Linked DNA regions of Macaca mulatta: region 2 is linked to region 1. The links are chromatin contacts, called in public Hi-C maps. All regions are on one chromosome and are shown on one strand. The core of a region is the stretch at or near the end of the contact, and the rest is flanking DNA. Distances in the headings are between cores, read along the strand shown. Region 1 holds the start of ASF1A (anti-silencing function 1A histone chaperone). Region 2 holds the start of MCM9 (minichromosome maintenance 9 homologous recombination repair factor).

The links. A called contact is a pair of places that touch in the nucleus more often than the background predicts.
Region 2: a Hi-C map of cortical neurons shows a contact between it and region 1, with 6 times the contacts expected there. The contact joins the promoter of MCM9 here to the promoter of ASF1A in region 1. A contact is called at or near these places in 2 of 14 Hi-C or Micro-C datasets (cortical neurons and prefrontal cortex).

The regions. Positions count from the first base shown.
Region 1 is chr4:23,858,876-23,862,553 of T2T-MMU8v2.0, forward strand. ASF1A (anti-silencing function 1A histone chaperone) reads left to right here and starts at 1,643. Exons shown (of 4, transcript NM_001194486.1): 1 at 1,643-2,091. The coding sequence starts at 1,983. The region is part of intron 7 of MCM9 (minichromosome maintenance 9 homologous recombination repair factor); the gene reads right to left.
Region 2 is chr4:23,901,069-23,904,681 of T2T-MMU8v2.0, forward strand. It overlaps MCM9 (minichromosome maintenance 9 homologous recombination repair factor), which reads right to left and starts at 1,280. Exons shown (of 12, transcript XM_077999315.1): 1 at 988-1,280.

The sequences.
Region 1 (3,678 bases), core at 393-2,892:
AGCATAAAATGTCATTTTTATGAGAATGACTAGACTCTCCTCTTAAGAGTACCTGTAATAATCACAGAGCTGCATACACCAGTCTCACAGGAGTTTTAATCTTCAAATGGTCATTTTACCTTACACATACAGAGTGTCTTACAGCATATAGCAATTTCCACTTTATCTTAGCTAGTGTTAGAACCAGCACCAATAACAATGAAGAGTATATGGTTTATCAGTCACAAAAATCTGTGTCTATCACCATGGTTTGACTCTTAATACTCTAATGTCACAAACAACTGGCTTGAAGAAGTCTTTCCTGGTAGGTCCTATATCTAACTGTTCAATCCATGACAAAAAAAGGGAACTCTTCCCCACTCTAACTGGTCTTCCTAAATGTAGGAGGGGCTGACATTAGCTGTCTCACATTAACTTTCAAAAGACCATCAGATGAAAACGTTTCATCAAAAGCCACCTACTTAAGTATGAACAATGCCCAAAGAATGACAAATCAACATTCTGGGCACTATCCTAAGAGAAAACTCTTCCAGAGCAGATACTTCAGAATTAATTTTCTCTCTGAATTTGGCCAAGTTTGGTGGTTTCATTCACAACATTTAAGGAAAAAAGTGACGGTTTATGGATAGCAGGTAATAAAAACAAATCTTTATACCACTTACTAGTAATAGAAACGGTTTAGGCTCACAAATGTGTTAAAGCTTTCTCTTTCCCCGCAATGGTAGTCAAACAGCATAAACGAATCAACATTTCCTCAGTTCAGATCTCAACTGGTTACAGGCAAGCAAGGGCTCCTCAGAATTTGCTTTACTAATGGTTTAGGTCAGAAATTTTTTTGAAGATCAAATGTCTTGCTATGTCTTCGTGTTCTTTTCCCCATCTCTATTATGTGTGTTGCCCTGTTGGTCTCCTGACACTTCCATTTTCTCCTTTTATGTTCCTGCTATGCTCTCCCAATGGCAGTAACCTAGGGTATAACTGATCACACCTCTTGTGATTTTTTTCTTATTCTAGGACTTTCCAGATCTGGACTCCGAAGAAGACGCCCAGGTGTAAGCCCAAAGGTTACCTATTTAAATTTTCCAAGCACAGTGTGTGGAAAATCATTCCTCGCCCTTCATTTTGTGTTGCTTAACGGCGCTGTCGTGCCTAAACGTAGATACTGGCCAAGAGCTAGATTTCCAAAATGGCTTTGCTCCTTTCGAGCTGACATCGGTCTATAACATGCAATTTATTTCCCCTGCAGGCAATCTTTTTCTCTACTCCAACTACTACCCGATACACAGAAAGCTGAACCTAACCCAGTGTAAACACCGATTCTCATCTGCTAAATTCAGCAAGGCCGGCAAAGCTGTTGCAATGATGTAAAAAGAGCGTTAAAAAATTAAAAAAAAAAAAAAAAACACAAAAAACCACAAAAAAACAAAAAACGCCAAAACACCCACACGAAGCCAACCGGAGGGGCGGGCGTCGGCCGAATCGCGCCCTCCCGCCGCGGCCACGCCTCCCCGCCGCGGCCACGCCCCCGCCGCCCCTCTCCGCGCCGCCGCCGGCGGCCTCCGCGCGGGCCTCCCAGCCCTTATTCCACTCACTTTGTTCTCCGCCTTTGTCCTAATCCACACCAGCAGGTGGAGCCGCAGTTAAAGTTTCCGAGTCCATTCCGGGAGCGGGAGCCCATCTTGCTGGCTGCCGAGGCCCTCGCTGGAGGAGGAGGGTCAGAGCTCGGGTGCAGCCAATCGAGGGCAACGCTGCTACTTATCAGAGCAGAATGGGCTGTAGTTTAGTGAAATAGGAAAGCTGCAAAACACTGTGGAGTGCTCCCGTGTAAATAAAAAGAGGAAAAAAAAAGTTTCTCAAGTCGCCGCTGCACAACGTCGGGCCGGCGCTGGGGCGGGGGTCTGCGCTCTCCCGAGCGGCCGCGCGCTGGACTTTATTGTGCCGCAACCAGCCCCAGTTCCCATTGTTTGTGTTTTTTTCAAAATATGGCAAAGGTTCAGGTGAACAATGTAGTGGTGCTGGATAACCCTTCTCCTTTCTACAACCCGTTCCAGTTCGAGATCACCTTCGAGTGCATCGAGGACCTGTCTGAAGGTGAGTGCGGCGCCCGTGCGCCCGGGCTGTCAGTTGCGGGCTGCAGACGTTGAAAGTTTCCCGGGCCCGGCCTCGCGCTGGGCGGCTGTGTTCGGCGCCTGGCGGCCGCGGGCTGCTCTGCGGAGGGAAACTTCAAGTTGATGGTCGACGGCCGCCGAGGCGCGCGCGGCTTTCCGCCGCAGCCCAGGCGCCTGCCGGGCTCAACTTGCGAGGAACTTGTTTGAGCGGAGGAAGCCATGTTGTCAGCTTTGTCTGCGGGCGGGCAGCTCGGAGACCCGCACTCGCGCCCGCGGCGCCTCCTGGGGTCGCGCCGGGCTGGCTTAGCGCCGCCAACAGCTTCCGCGACCCTCCGGGCCCGGGCACGGAGGCTGGGAAGGGAGAGGCTGTGCGTGTGGTCGCGCCGGCGAGTTCGGAGCGGAGCCATCTTACCCCAGTCGAGAATTGGGCCAGCGACCCCGGCGCACGGCGCCTCTTCTTGCCCCTTCGCCCGCCTGCCCCCGGCGAAAGGGAGGCAGTAACTCTCGAGAGCTCACGGTGGAGTCGCCGCACTCTCCGGGCTGGCCATGCCTGGCCGCTTCGGGGAGGAGAGCGAGGCTGTCCTCGCGCTGATTTCTGGCTTCCTCGACCAACCAGCGGGGGAGGCGGGCGCAGGCTCGGCCCCTCCGCGCCGCGGGCTGGGCGCCGGCACTCCCCGGGGGCCGCGGGTCCTGTTCGGCCGGTCCTCTTCGGCCGGTGCCCGGGATGCGCCGGGATGCTGGCGCGCAGGCTCCCCAACCAACGTGGACTCCTTTCCCCTAATGACGAAAAGCTAATCTCAGGAAGAGAGAGAGAGCTGAGCTAGGAAGTTACATTTAACCTAAGAGCAGAAATAAGATACTTAAATAATTTCCAGGACTTAATCTCTGCCTTCTAAATAGTCTGAAAGAAGACTTTCTTCAAGAGCGTGTTGAAATGTAAAATAACTCCACATCCAGATGCAGAACACACCCTAAACATAAAACACAAACGTAGGCTAGGAAATTAAGGTAAACAACTCATGTCAGTCCAAGAATTCCTGGTATTTTTTCTACATATATTTTAAGGTCTTAAAAATACGTATTCTTAATATGTTTAGTAATAAATATTTAGAAAGCTAAAACAACAATTATCTTTGCTTTAATTATATTTTACTAAAGTAATTCAGTACTTCATTTGCCAGTTTTGAAGGGGAAATAGTTTAACTTCATCGATGAGGGGCATACTTCTTTGAACTAGAAGTGTATTTTTAAAATGCTCTGAAGATGATTTGGCTAATCGTGGCATGTAAAACTTTTCATTTTAAAAACTAGTTTTTAATCTCTAAAATGTATGTATCATATGTAAGGTTAATTTTAATTATAAAACAATATATATCATTGTAATAAACTTTTAGAAAGTTGTACAGGCATATATAAAGTTAACAGTTCTCTGTACTCAATGCCTTCCCCTATCTCCTTTAGGTAATCACAATTACTACTTTAACATGTGCCCCTCTGTGGGGTTTTTTTTTTTTTTTTTTTTTTTTTTGGTAAACCTATATAGAGTATAAATGCACATACATATATAGGG
Region 2 (3,613 bases), core at 30-2,529, 42 kb after region 1:
AACAGAAAAAGTACTTGGGAAGGAATATTTCCACAATGTGGACTTTGCAAAAAAAAAAAAAAAAAAAAAGAAAATCTGGACTCCCAAGAGTGGCTACAAGAGAATCACTATGATTTTATTAAAGCATATTAAGTTTAGAGCCACAAATTTAGCAATTTGAAAAACAGCTCCACACAAGGCAGGAAAAGGGCAGCAGCAGAATTCAACGTTCAAATTAAAATTTTAACGTTAGATTAAATTTTGCCTAGTTAGGCCAGCATTTCTATGGTTGTATGGACCATCGTTCTTCATTCCCTTTCAACATCTACGCAAAACTGTCTAATTAACTGTGCTACAAGCAGTTTGCTAACTCAACGCACCTACTACCCACCCAGATACACACGGGAGGCAATTTTTGTTTTGGGAAGGGTCATTTCACAACCTTCACGTTCTCTTTCCTTTTCTTATTGAATATTTGGGGTCAAAATACAATCATTTGCTTTACTTTGTCCTCTTGATCACAGCGAAGCGTCGAAAAGAAGAGAGTGCCTAACTGCACTGACATTCCCCAGTTGTCTCCGGAATCGCTGCAGCCCCGCCCCGCCCCGCCCGCCTGCACCTGCCGGGAGCCCCGCCCCCTGCGCGCGGGCTGGCCGGACGCGCGCCCTCGGCCCCGCCCCACTCCCTCCGCCCCTCTCACTGCGGGAGCGCGCCATTTCGCGCCTTCTCCCCGCCGCTGGGCTGCCCCAGGGGCGCCTGGCAAACGTGGAGTCGCTCGGTTTTGGAGGCATGCTTTCCAAACTTTCTAATTCAGAGGGTCTCTGCGCGCAACCCCTGCCCCACGACACGTTGGTAGTCTCTGACACTTCCCGGGCTCTTCTCTCGGGCAGCTCCCGTGCCTGTCCGGTCCCGGAGTTGAATAGTTTTTGAAGTAATGAAACGTGAACGAGACTTGGGACGAACTGGAGAAAAACATAACCGCGAAAGGAAGAGGCGGCTATCACTTACTGGTTGTGCCAGAAGTCGCCGGGGACGCGCTGCTCCCGAGGCCGAGGGGCCCAGAGAGCTCCAGCCAGGTGGCGGGTTCGTCTCTGGCGCTAGAAGGCTGGTGGGGCGGGGTGCGCGCGTGCGCGTGGCCGCTCGAGGCGCCACCCGCTACGGGGACGCGCGGGCTCTGTCGGGCGGCCTAGCGCCTGCGGCTCTGCCTGGCCTGCGCTCCCGACCGACGCCGAGCCGCGGACCGCCTCAACTTCCCTGCCCCGGCGGCTCTTCCGGGTGGAGACGAGACAACGGGGCGGGGCGGAGCGGGCGGATTGGGGCGGGGCCAGGAGGGTCCCGGGTGGGGAGAGGGGCGGGACCCGAGCGGTGACTTCAGGCTGAGTGGAGAGAGCAGGGCTGTGCGGCGGCTCAGATTGGATTTTAGGATTTGTTTTTTGTCTGTCCGAGGAATTTGCCTAACCCAAGGACACAGAGGATCTCTTCTGTATTTTCTGACACAAGTTTTAGAATTTTAGGTTTTATATTGAGGTCTGTGATCTAATTAGAGCTAATTTCTCTTTGTGGTGCAAGTATGGATCTTAGGTCATTTTTTTGCATATGAATAGCGTCATTTGTTCAGAGAGCTTTCTTTTTCTCCCTGAATAGCTTTTGCACCTATGTTAAAAATCAATTGTCCCTAAAGCATCAGTTGTGGGTCTATTCTTAGACTTTGTATTCTGTTCCGACAATTTATTCTATTTCTCTCTACAAAAATACCACATTGTCTTGATTCCTGTAGATTCATAAGAATCTTAAAATCAGATCGTGTTTGGCCTCCAATTTCTTGTTCTTTTTCAAAAATGTTTTTGTTCATCTAATCCCTTGGGTTTTCATATGACTACTAAAATCGGCTTGTCACTTTAAAAAGTTGCGATTGTGATTGGAGTCACATTTCGTCTATAGGTCCATATGAGAATAATTTACATGTTAACAATATTTAGTTATGACCCTTAAACAAAGTAAGCTTCTTCATTTATTTCGTTGTTACTTCACTCAGCAAATGTTTTGATCTTTTGTCAGGTCTAGCCGTATATAGTCCATTCTCACACTGCTGATAAAGACATACCTGAGGCTGGGTAATTTATAAAGGAAAGACGTTTAATTGACTTACAGTTCAGCATGGCTGGGGAGGCTTCAGGAAACTTAAAATCATGGCAGAAGCGGAAGCAAACGTCCTTCTTTTCAGGGCTGCAGGAAGGAGAAGTGCGGAGCAAAGAGGGAAAAGCCCCTTATAAAACCATCAGATCTTGTGAGATCTCACTATCAGAGGACAGCAGGGGAATAGCCACCCCCATGATTCAGTTACCTCCCACCGGCTCCCTCCCAGGACACCTGGGGATTATGGTAACTACAGTTCAAAATGAGATTTGGGCAGGGACGCAGCCAAACCATATCACCCTATGTCAGATTTATCCATAAATCTAAGGATGGGAGGAACATATACTTCTTGATATTATGTAAATGACATTTTCAATTTTCAATTTTCCGTTTTCTTTGATAGTGTCTTAGTCTGAGTTGCTAAAAAGGAATGCCTGAGACTGAATACTTTACAAATAAAAGAGGTTCATTTGGCTTACGCTCCTGCAGGCTGCTTCTGGTGAGGCCTTCAGGCTGCTTGCACTCAGTGAAGGGGAGGCTGCCTGTGCAGATCACATGGCCAGAGCAGAAGCAAGAGAAAGGGGAGGTAGTAGTCAGGCTCTTTTCAACAGTCAGCTCTGGAGGCAGCTAACAGAGTGAGAACTCACTCATTATGCAGTGGCAGCACTAAGTTTTCCTGAAGGATCTGCCCCTGTGACCCAGACACCCCCAACTAGGCCCCACACTTGGGATCCGATATTAAGATGAGATTTGGAAGGGAGAAATACTCCAACTATGTCAGATAGTATGTAAAAATATGATTGGGGGTTTTGTTTTTGTTGCTGCTGTTGTTGTTGTTGTTGTTGTTGTTGTTGTTGTTGTTGTTACAGGTTCTTGCTCTGTTGCTCAGGCTTGCGTGCAATGGTGTGATCGTGGCCCACTGCAACCTCTGTCTCCCAGGTTCAAGCAATCCTCCTGCCTCAGCCCCCTGAGTAGCTGGGTGATATGGTTTGACTGTGTGTCCCCACCCAAATCTCACCTTAAATTGTAATCCCCAGGAGTCTGGTGGGAGGTGATTGAATCATGGGGCGAACTTCCCCCTCGCTATTCTTGTGATAGTCAGTTCTCATGAGATTGGGTTTCTTGAAAGTGTCTGGCACTTCTCCCTCACTCATTCTCTCTCTCCTGCTCTGCCATGGTAAGATGTGCTTGCTTCCCCTTTGTCTTCTGCCATGAATATGTTTCCTGAGGCCTCCTAGTCATGCTTTCTATTAAGCCTGCAGAACTGTGAGTCAATTAAACCTCTTTTTGTCATAAATTGCCCAGTCTCAGTTAGTTTATAGCAGTGCAAAAACAGACTAATACATTGGAATTATAGGTGTGCGCCACCACACCTGGCTAATATTTTGGTATTTTTGTAGAGATAGGGTCTCACTATGTTGCCCAGGCTGGTATAATTGATTTTTTAATATTAATCTTGTACTTGCCATTTTGTAAAACCACTTATGAGTTCTAGCAG